Regions from separate parts of the Zea mays genome. Here region 2 is linked to region 1. A link is a contact called in public Hi-C data. All regions are on one chromosome and are shown on one strand. Each heading gives the region's core, a stretch centred on a gene start, on an enhancer-like site or on the middle of the called end of the contact. The rest is flanking DNA. Distances are from core to core; before and after follow the strand shown. Region 1 holds the start of LOC100285889. Region 2 holds the start of LOC103629182 (wall-associated receptor kinase 2).

Region 1 (5,888 bases), core at 1,359-3,858:
CATGGGCTTGACCTGTTGATCATACATGAATTTGTCAGAAAACCTTGTGCCAGAAATATTCTTTGGCTAATTTCGTAACGATGCTTTACTATTTATTTCCATGTGTTCCATTGCAGTTGTCAGTTATATTACATAATTAATTACGATATAGGCAAGCAAGTTGAGTGTATATGCAGAGTAATAAAATAGAAGTGCGTACCCAGTTAACCAGGATCTGTTCACTTGCTGGCCTGGAGGTATCCACTGCTCTTCTTCCTGTGATCAACTCCAGTAGGAAAACCCCAAAACTGTACACGTCGGTCTTGACAGTTAGCTGGCCTGTTCTTATGTATTCCGGAGCGCAGTACCCATACGTTCCCATCACCCGAGTGGAGATGTGTGTCTTTCCCTCAACTGGGCCAAGCTTTGCGAGCCCAAAATCTGAGAGCTTAGGGTTGTACTTCTCATCGAGAAGGATGTTGGGGGACTTGAGATCCCGGTAAATGACAGGTGGGTTCGCCTTCTCATGGAGGTATTCAAGCCCTTTTGCAGTTCCATAAGCTATCTTCATCCTGAGATACCAACTCAGTGGCACTTGATCAGGAGTGCTATCTGCAATGGCAGTTCAAATTTTAACATTTAGTTGTCTGTAGATTAGGAAACACCTCACACCCATTAGAGAGGGGTGACTTTCATATATATAGCCAGGATACAATCTGGAGTACAAGATACAAATATATCTATAGACTATTATATCTCTAATACCTACCTGCAGTCACAACAGGAGGGAACTGGACGCAAGGACTGGACCTAAAGTCACTAAACAACTGTACAGAAAGTCCCTTTCGGGAGGGGTGACTTTCATATATATATAACCAAGATATAACTTGGCGTACAAGTAAGATACAAACATATCTATAGACTATACATATCTCTAGTAGTGTCTTGTTCACCATATTATAAAGTTATGTAACACTGATATATATCTGAATGTGTTAGTGAAGACAAAAGTCTAGCACTTACCAAGCAGGTGATCTGCAAGTGAGCCAAGTGCCATGTACTCATAAACCAGAAGCCTTTGATCTCCATCTGCACAATAGCCCACCAAATTGACTAGGTTTGGATGGTGCAATAGGCTGAGCATCAGGACCTCAACTAGGAACTCTCTGTTGCCTTGATACCCATTCAGGTCTAGTTGCTTGACAGCAACAAGCTGTTCACGCAAACCGGAAACAAGTCAGCCACTAATGACTGTAGATGAATTAGCAAGCTTGTGTATACGTAGAACGTTTGAATGTTTTTTTTCTGTGTGGTGTGTACCTGTCCGTTTTCAAGCCTGCCCTTGTATACCCTGCCGAATCCCCCTTCTCCGAGAAGGCAGTCAGAGCGGAAGTTTTTCGTGGCCGTGGCTAGCTCACGGAACGTGAATGCTTTTGCGGTTTTGGCAACAGAACAACTTCCTTTAGGAGGTTCGATGCTTGCTGCTGTTTCAGATGATGGCCTGTGCTTGTGCTTCGAAGCAACTGGTGGTGGCCTGATGGACCCTGCAAAAGGTGAGGTGGTAAACTGCATTAGACATAAATCTCTATTTTTCTGCTCCTTCGGTTGTTGACTATTCCTGCCATTTGCTGAACAAATTTGAAGAGTATGTATATGCGTATGCTATATATATCACTGAAATCCATTTTCATCCATAACAGTTAAGAACTAGACATGAATTGCAGCAGTATGTATAGCACCAAAATACATGTGACACTGGCAGGGAAACAGATAGTGCACAGCATGATTGCTACATGGATTCGGTTCAGAGGAATATATGCAGTGACACAGGGGGTTTGGTTTCGTCCCTTAAACAAGATACAACTGAATGGTCGGCGTTTTCATCAGGTCTAAAAGCATCTCTCAGGAAACCACTGACCCTGGTACAGTATATATAGATTGTTTAACCACATGTATATCCTGCTATAAGATTGATGTGCAGCAGAACAGGACGTATTGGGAGATTGCAGAATTTGGATCTTTATACTTGTGCGTCGTATTTAATCTGTTTCCTAATTGTTTGTTTTGTTTGCCGACATCTCTCCCAGTCCCAACAATCATTTTTTTACGCGATCAGTTTGAAACAGTGCAAAAACATGCTAATTCCTTATTTTTCGTTGCAAGATTTGTCTTTTGGTCCTTACCAGATTCCCTGGGAGGCGCTTCGTTCTGGCTGGGGGCCTTGTTGACGACCGTGACCTCCCTGGATTCCGTCCTCCTGGGTGGCACCTTCTTGTCGGGCTTGAAGCATCCGAAGCAGCTCATCTTCTCCCAGCTGTACGTACCAGAACCTTGGATCTCTTCTCTGCCCCTCTCCGCTCTCGCAGTGGGTAAACCTCGTCCCCTCTCTCTAGAACGCACAGACCGATCCGCAGGCCTCGTTGTGCTGACAATGAGAGCACGGGTGGGAGTCTATATGCCTGCCTCCCTCCTTGTGCTAAAGATCTCGCAAACAGGCTGTGGATCGTTGTTGGTGCTTTGTGCGCGGTAAATGTGATCTCTGTGGGGGAAAATGTGGTCAGGTGGGATGAGCATTCGCTCCATGCCTTTGCGCCGAGGAGAGGATTTGCTGAGCCAAGAATAGGGGTCCTAAACTTAGTAGAAGCTCCGTGCGTCTTCCAGGATCTTGTGTCCCCCCCCCCCCCCCCCCCCCCCCCCCCAGCTAACGCGCTGGATGTGATGATGCCTTCCAACTCTTTATCTAGGAACAGAACACCGCTGGATGTGAATTGTTTCTCGGAACACGTTGTTGTTTTTTTCCCCCCACCACTCTAGCTGCCAGTTGAGTTGCGCTTGATAAGTTCAGACAATGAGACGTTATTATGTGGGTACGGGGTACCTACTTGGTTGAAGCAGCAGGACTTGAATCGTGGCAGGTAAAAGAAAAACAAACTGTTTTCGACAGGCTCAAGGAACATGGACTGTGTGTCTATCTATCGTCTGGCTGGAGTACGTTATGGTTGCAGGACCTGATGGTCCTTTCTGAACCTCTGATCCAGGCCTGCAGGACACGTGAGGGAGAGAGGCTGGACAAAGGGCCTTTTCAGGCTGTGATGCGGCTGCGAATACTGGCTGGTCATTGGCCATGCGTCCAATCCCCATGTACAGTACAAGTGTGAGATCTGTTAGTACTTGATATAGATCTCATCTGAGTAGGGGGGAAAAAGGTAAAATTGCACGGACAGGGTCCTTAATTAATTTGTCCAGAGGTGTCATCTGGTCCTGAGGTGCCGTAGGCTTTCCAGGTCCTCTCCTGTGTGGGCGTTACCTGGATTCTAAACTTCCTTCAAGTGTAATTTTTCGCGTCCTCGGAGTTACACCGTGTCATCTAGATACAAACAGCCTTAACAACCTAATACCTCGCTTCTTTGCTGCAATCCTTCATGTCTACTATGTATGGTTCTTTCCTCTCCCTCTTGCTCACACTATGTGCGCCACTAGTAGATCTGTCGCCATCCTTGCATACCTTTTGACTTCATTCCGCATTCCATCTGGCTAAACGCTCCTAGTAGAAGTGGCGAGGCTGACTGAGATCGGGTGCTCGTGCTCCCCAGGTTTGGGAAGTGGAGCGAGGAATCTTTGCATGCCAGCCAAGCAAATAAATACGCCGAAAACTCTCGCTGGCCGGCGCCGTCGTCCCTGGATGGAACCCCGTGCGTCCATCCACGATCCACCAATCCATAAGCGCGGCCGTGGGCCGTGGTTTGCTTGCCTACCTTACCTGCCATGTTATGCCAGGTTATCGCCATTGTTCCAGGAGTACAAGCATACGCGGGGGCTGTACTACGTGTGTGAGTGAGTGTGTCCGACTGGCCATCCAAGTGAAACTGTGGGTGGGTAGGGGGTGCAGGGTACTGGTAGCATTCATTCGTGGCCGGTCACAGCGTTTGGAAGTGATCAACCCATGGCCTTGAGGGCTCCTTTGGAACAAAGGAAATATGAAGGATTTTTGAAGGATTCCTTCCCTACAAGAAAAATTCCTGTGTGAGTCTTTGGAACACAGGATTCAATCCTATCAAATCCTTTGAAATTCCTATGGATTGCTTTCCTCCATACAAATTTTGGAGGAAAATAACAAGAGGTCCAACCTCTTGGAAACTTTCCTATGACTCTTATCTCTCTATTCAAATTCCTGCACAGCATCCAAATGCCAGGTGAGAAATTTTCGTGCATTCCCAATTCATATAGGATTGCAATTCATAGCCAACTCTAATCCTTTGTTTTTCCTATACCTATGTTTTCACATTCCTGTGTTCCAAAGGGGGCCTGATTTGTGCCGTCGTGCACTGGAGCCGCCGCCCAGATCACACCACACCCTCCTCTTCGCTCGCTCGCTCAATCGACTGGAGATTCTTTACAGACAACCGTGGTCCCTCACTCGCTCTCGCTTCTCTTCCTGCAACTACCAGAAATCGAGAACAACGACGGCTTCACAAGAAAGAAAAAACGCGTGAATCGAATGATAACGCCTTTTTTGACCGCAGGTCGTCGCTGCTGTAGCAGTGTAGCACGAGGCGAGTAGCCTAGAGTAGACTCGCATCATTTGTAATGGTAGCAGCATCAGTTGGTGCCACGCCGTACGAGCGTCACTACTCACTAGTGGCCGCCACCTCTTCTTCCTCCTCCTCCTCCTCTTTTTCTAGTAGCACAGTTGTAATGGTAGACGTGGAGTAAAGGCGGCGCCGGCCTCCGCGCGACGACTTCCGGTCGGTGCCTGACCACGCCATGGATGTCAAAGCAGCGCGCCGCAGCACTAGGCGCTAGCAGAGAGATGAGAAGGAGAAGAGGATGCTTTCCTTCCCTCCGCAAGCACAGGATCGCGTACCGGCGCAAGCTATCCTTTCCTTTCCTTTGGTACAGCTCGACACCTTGTGACGTCTCACTCACGGGATGAACAGAACAGAGAAAGGCATCTTTCTCTCTGCACCGGAGAGAATAATCTTCTCTTCTCACCCGTGCCGTGGGATTATCTCCGTGCTCACCTCCGCAAAGGTCTACCAACAAAAAGATAGTGGGTGGGGCCGGGAGGGGAAAAGCTGGCGTTTTTGAATCTCTGATCCTCCTGCGGTTCGAGGAAGAGGACAATTGGCTGATCTGAGCTCTGAGCTAATCGAAGGAATCATGCGAGCTCTGTATTATTATCGAGACAAATGTGTGTAATAATGTAACGAATGGAGGCTGGCTTTGATGATGTGATCTGGACTGCATTGCTGCTACTAAACAAACAATCCTATGTACTCAATACCCCCCCGGTCAGGCTCAGGCAGTCACCTGGCTTCGCCGGCGGTGCTGCTGACCCGGATGTCGTGGCCGCCCCTGCGCAGCGTGCTGGTGAGCGAGGACGAGCTGAGCGAGCCGGACGACGACGAGTCCGACAGCGGGAGCCCCAGCATGGCGTGGTAGTCCGACACGCTGTCCTGCAGGCTCAGCAGCAGCTGCTGGTTGGCGCTGCCGAGGCTCATGGACGGCCGCGCCGCCGGCACGAACGGCGGGTCCGCCTCGCCGCCCAGCACCTGCACCACGGCGCGCATCCCGGGCCGCAGCGCCGGCTCCGGGCTGGAGCACGCCAGCCCCACCAGCAGGGCGCGCCGGGCCTCGCCCTCCTCGAACTCCCCGCCCAGCCGCGGGTCCACGGCGCCCAGAATCCGGGCCTCCGCGTGCAGGCTCCACACCCACTCCACCAGGTTGCTGCAGCACCCGCCGACGCCCTCAGGGGTGGCGCCGATCGGCCGCCGCCCGCACGCCACCTCCAGCGCCAGCGCGCCGAAGCTGAACACGTCGGTGCACTCGCTGGCGCGGCCCGTCAGCAGGTACTCGGGCGCCAGGTACCCCATGGTGCCCGCCGCCGCCGTCGCGTCGGGGGACTCGCC
Region 2 (5,440 bases), core at 1,655-4,154, 250 kb after region 1:
ATGAGCTTGACGATGTTCTTGTGGATGATCCGGGACTGGATGATGACCTCGTTCGCGAACTGGTCGTCCTTCTGTGCCAAGGCACCGCCGCCGTCGCCGGTCTTCTGCTTCTTCTTCTTCGCCGGCGGCGGCGCGGCATTCTTCGGCTTTTTAACCGCGACTGGCTGGCTGTTGCTGTGGAGATGCCCCTTGTAAACCTCCCCGAAACCGCCTTGTCCGATGAGGTTGATGCTTTTCAAGATCGGCTTCAGGTCCTCCTTCCTGAACAGCTTGATGTTGTTGACTTTCTCTAGCGTGGGACCCCCGTTCTTCTCAAAGAACTCTTTCATCTTTCTCTTCTCTTTGAGAATCAGGGCGACCAGCACGGGAACTGCTATGATGAGAAGACCACCTACTACACCTGCGGCATAAACAAGAGAAAAGAGCCGGTAAATATGCATGCATGCGCTAGCTAGCTAGCATATAGGAGTATACGTACGTAACGTACCTATGGAAATTTGTGCTGGTAAGGGAAAATTGGAGCTGCAGGGTTCTTTGAAAGGATCACCACTGTGGGTACCACTAGGGCATGTGCATTCATATGAACCTTCCGTGTTCCGGCAATTGCCGAAACATGGGTATCCCGGGCGTTCGCACTCATTGATATCTGTATGATTCATCAACTATTATTTGTCTCCGATCCATTAGGTACATATATACATAATAATTAATAGTGACGAAGCTAGAGTAAATTAGAGGAGGTGTACTTTAATGTACGTAGTTGTATAGACGTGTCTCATAGGCGATGTATACTCCTTCTGTCCTTATAGATCTAAATCATAAGTCGTTTAATATAACGACACGATCTCCAAAATACAGTTTTTGACCAATATTTTATAAATATAAATAAACTTTTAATATATTTATATTTATGTAGAAGTAATTTTTAAAACAGATAGGTGCATATGATTATTAGGTTTTAAAATTAATTAAGTAACAAAACAATTATTTGTAGACAAAGTTTTACATGTTTGAACGACTTATAATTTAGATTTGGAGGGAGTATATATATGGTGAAATTCTAATCAGTCACTATTTTTTTGCAGTTTTTAGGGATGCATGTGCACCCCTATACACAACAAGTACAAGGTAGCTTCGCCCCTGGCAACCAACTTTGGTGATGTTATACTTAGGCTTAATATATATAGGGTTCCACTAATAGTCTACTGGTTGTTGCAGGAGTAGATGTATACAACTTATGATAGACTTTGAAAAATACTGGGAGTGGCCTGCTGGATTAGATAGTGATCTTTTAGGTATCTCTTGTACTTGAAAGACCGATCCAAGGGCTCAGGTTGTACATGTTCTAAGTGACTTTTGGGTTGTAATGAACGATTGTGGGAGGTCTGAATACTTTTATTCCATTAAAATAGACTTTGCAAAATAGCTCCACACACAGTTGACTTTACCTTTGATAAGAATTTCATGACATAAGATGTGTTTATCTTCTACTATGTGGCGATATATATAAGCAAGATTGACCCTCAAGAATTTACGATATATATGTTGCATAGCAAAACTTCTTCCTTTTTTAAGAAGAATTAATATTAACTTCTAGGTATGTTGATAACTTCATTTGAATTGGCTTCAACCTTTTGACCTAATAGCTAGATGGTAACCAACATATATATTGTCTTTTTAAATAGAGTATTTTTGTTACTCTACTTTATACTACTACTACCATTGTTTAAAATTATAAGATATTTTAAATTTTTTAATGTATACTCTCTCCGTTCCATTTTATTATATTTGTCGCCATTTATTTTAGTTCAAAAATAAACTAGCGGACGACGAATATTCGAGATCGAAGGTAGCTAGTATTTTTACTATGTACTTAGATTATACACTAGATACATATTTAACAAAACTATAGTGTTTGATAATTTGGAATGGGTGAATTGGATTATAAAGTATGTAGCTGTGTTTGGGCATGCACTTACCAGTACATCCATTGGTAACATATGGATTGCCATCGTAGCCCATGCTACAGTTGCAGACGTAGCCAGGTCCATTGGTAGAGTTGTAACAGTCACTGTTGGAGCTGACACAGGCATAGTTGTGCCCCTGCCCCTTCTTGGCCTCCTCGCACGTCTGGGTCTGGTTGTCCCTGATGGCCCAGTCCAGCCACACCGGCATCGTCCTGTTGCGATCCATCTTGAGGTCTGTGGTGTGAAAGGTGTAGTTCTTGTCTACGAAGAAGGCGTAGTCGCAAGGGCTGAAGTCCAGCCTATTCTTATGGGTGTACGATCTGAAGTTCATGTTGTTGTTGGTGAGGCCGGACGGGAAGTCGACATGGCAGCACCCGACGCCGGAGCAGACGCCGTCCACGGCGCTCGCAGAGTTGTTGCAGAAGCACATGCAGCCGGTGTAGTAGGCGTAGGAGTAGTCGCTGCCTTCACTCCGCTGGCTCTCGGTGTAGCCCAGGGAGTTGCAGCCGACGACGACGACCTGGTTCCGGGCGTTGGAGATGCGGTACACGCCGGCCTTGTTGAACTGCACGTCGCCGTAGTCGACGTCATACACCTGGTCCGAGGAGTTGTAGCACTGCCAGGCGACGGGCAACATCACGAGCGCCTCCGCCGTGCTGATGGAGAGGTTGCTCAACGGGACCGCCCTCGTGGTGCCGAAAAGCACCGGCGTGCCGCCATCGCAGATGATCTCGAAACCCGGGCGGTAGCAACCGGCGCCGATGCCGAACGGGTATCGGATGGCAGTGCCGCCGCAGCTGTCCTGGCAGCCTGGGAGAGCCTCGAGAGCTGCAGCGCAAGCCTTGATCGTGAAAGCCGCTGCTACCACCAGCAGCAATGGCAGTATGGTCAAAGCCGTCGACATTACTATTCTATGGTTCGCTACTTCTCGACTACCGGTGATCGACTAGGAGGTAGCACTCACTGCGTTTAAGTAGCGAGTGGCTAGAGCTGCAACTGCAACCCTTGCCAACTACTCCCTCCCTATCAGTACATGTCACAATCACAACATTTGACTTTGTAAAGTTTATTAGGAGATTTTGCAAAAAAAAATCTAATACAATTCTACATATACAAGTTACATTTTTTAATCTAAACATAAAATCGCTACGATAGAACAACGATCCATACTCCTAGATAGAATAGGAAAGGATTAAATGACTAAAAGGTAATAATTCTACCAAATAGTCTATTTTTTGCACCTAAATTTCAACTCTATCCTAGTATGTCAATTCTAATAATATGAATATGAAAAATAATTTGCACAAAAGTAAATAATCAAAGGAAATAAAGTGTTAGAAACACGGCGATGTTTTTCCAAGATATCATAGAGTGAGCACTACTCACTAGTCTTTATTAGAAAATCCACGCAAGGGTTTGGTTCCCTCTTGATCCGTGCAAGCATCAAGTGCTCTCTATGAATTGGTTATTCATCACTACGGCATGGTGAATCATCCACGATCGTTTACACCATGAGTTGGGCCACTCACAATCTTCATAAAGTGATCACCAAGCATCCAATCGACACTAGACCATCTAAGTAATGTCGATCACCAAGAATAGCAAGCACAAACTATCACTTGACATAATCAAGCCTAATGACGAAGGTGAATACATACTTGCTACTCTCTGTGCACTATAAGTTCTCTAATATCACGATTATCAGATCCCAAATGCTTCACTAAAAAATGGCTCTCCCAGTTTCCTCATATGAACAAATGGACAAGAGTGTAATACCCAAAATATAGTGGAATAAAATAATTCTTTCAGTATAGGGTTTATGTGATTTCATTTTATTTTTGTGCATAACAACAATTATGGGCTTGACTAAAGCAATTAACAATTAAACAAACACAACAAATGTCCACTATGCTGGTAATTTTGTATTGATGTATCTAATTTGACAAAGTCATAAAAAAATATAAATTCAAACTGAATCTGAAAACTCTAAAAAAATTATTTAAAAACAGAAAATAAGAAAAGAAAATAAATAGAAGATAAATACAAGGGATACAAAAAACAGAAATAATCTCTACTACTTATTAAGGCGGTAAGGGGTAGGCTGTCATTCCGTGTTCTGTCATTCCCATTCCTCCCTCCCTGCAAAGCCATTCCATGTTTCCCAGTTGCCATTCCGTGTTCTGTCATTCTCATTTCCCCCTCACCGCACTGTCTTTCTCATTCCCCCCTCCCCGCAAACCACATTCCCATTCCCACGTGCATCCCATGCCTAGCTAAAATTAAATTAAAAAACACAAATGTGGCTCCAATGGATTTGAACTTGCAACCCCTCAAGCAAATGTGCTCGTAGCTACCACTACACCACATGTGTGTTTATGTCAATATCTGTTACAGTAAAAATATCTACTACATCTCTCTCAAAGCCCACCTGCTACCCTTGCACAATGTGTAGTAGTAGATAATTATCAACGAGATTCCTGAATTATATTTTTGAATAGAGAAAGTAGTATTTAAAGAAGAGCCTTGCATGCAATTTCTTTTGTTTGAATAATGTTTTCAACTTAAATTCCTTTTTTATATGTGTGACATTTATTCTACGTAATATTTTTTCTTAGATCTGACTTGTGAGTGATTTTCATAAACCCATGCCAAAGATGAATCCATGTTTCTTACTTGGAATCCCCGAACAAACACCACTGGCAGGAGGCGCTCGCGTTGGCGTTGCTCATCGACGACGAGAAGAAGCTTGGCGACTGCCAGTTCGACCTCTCGAAGCAGTACTACGTGTCCGCATGCATCGCTGTGTTCGGCAAGCTCCAGCGCAGCCGCCGCTTGGACGTGGTCTAGAGCGGCTGCACCGCGCTGTCCATCTTCAAACAGGGGGACCTCATGGTCGTCGCCAACAACGGCGACTCTCGGGTTGTTCTAGGCACCGCATCTGACAACGGCGCCATCACGTCATCCAGCTCATCATCCACCGGAAGCTCAACCTGCCACGTAAGTCACTACTGACCAGCCATGAATTCTTGTGCGCTGGGACGACGACCGTTGCTGACGTTGTATGAGTGTCCTCGAACAAGATGTATGTAGAGGAGTAGCACATCCGGTGGTGCAACGGCTAGGTGTACTACCTTGCTGATGAGCCCAGGGTGCACTTCGTTTGACAGCCCAGCCAAGAGTCATCGGTACTCGCCATGTCGTGCACGTTCGACGACTACTATATCAAGGACTATGGCGTCATCTTGGCTTAAGAGGTGATGTAGAGGAGGACCGACAGCAATGACCACTCGCCATCGTCGGGGTAGCTTTTGGCTGACCTGCCTTTAATTCTCTTCGCAAACACATACACTTGCCTTTTTTGTTTAAGCAAGCGTGTATGATGGTGCGTACCTGATGACTGACAATGTACGAGGGAACTTCTACCGACAAGTGTGGCACGTGCTCTTCAATGATGAGACCATGCAAATCGTGGC

The links. A called contact is a pair of places that touch in the nucleus more often than the background predicts.
Region 2: a contact with region 1 is called in a Hi-C map of ear, with 2.8 times the contacts expected there. The contact joins the promoter of LOC103629182 here to the promoter of LOC100285889 in region 1. A contact is called at or near these places in 6 of 25 Hi-C or Micro-C datasets (bundle sheath, ear, leaf and 2 more) and 1 of 3 datasets of contacts at active chromatin or transcription factors (leaf).

The regions. Positions count from the first base shown.
Region 1 is chr6:34,863,643-34,869,530 of Zm-B73-REFERENCE-NAM-5.0, forward strand. LOC100285889 reads right to left here and starts at 2,609. Exons shown (of 5, transcript NM_001158779.2): 1 at 2,163-2,609; 2 at 1,300-1,523; 3 at 1,003-1,192; 4 at 200-591; 5 at 1-12. The coding sequence starts at 2,283. LOC100281724 reads right to left here. Exons shown (of 1, transcript NM_001154644.2): 1 at 5,128-5,888. The coding sequence ends at 5,286.
Region 2 is chr6:35,113,135-35,118,574 of Zm-B73-REFERENCE-NAM-5.0, forward strand. LOC103629182 (wall-associated receptor kinase 2) reads right to left here and starts at 2,905. Exons shown (of 3, transcript XM_008650354.3): 1 at 1,980-2,905; 2 at 488-646; 3 at 1-400. The coding sequence starts at 2,871.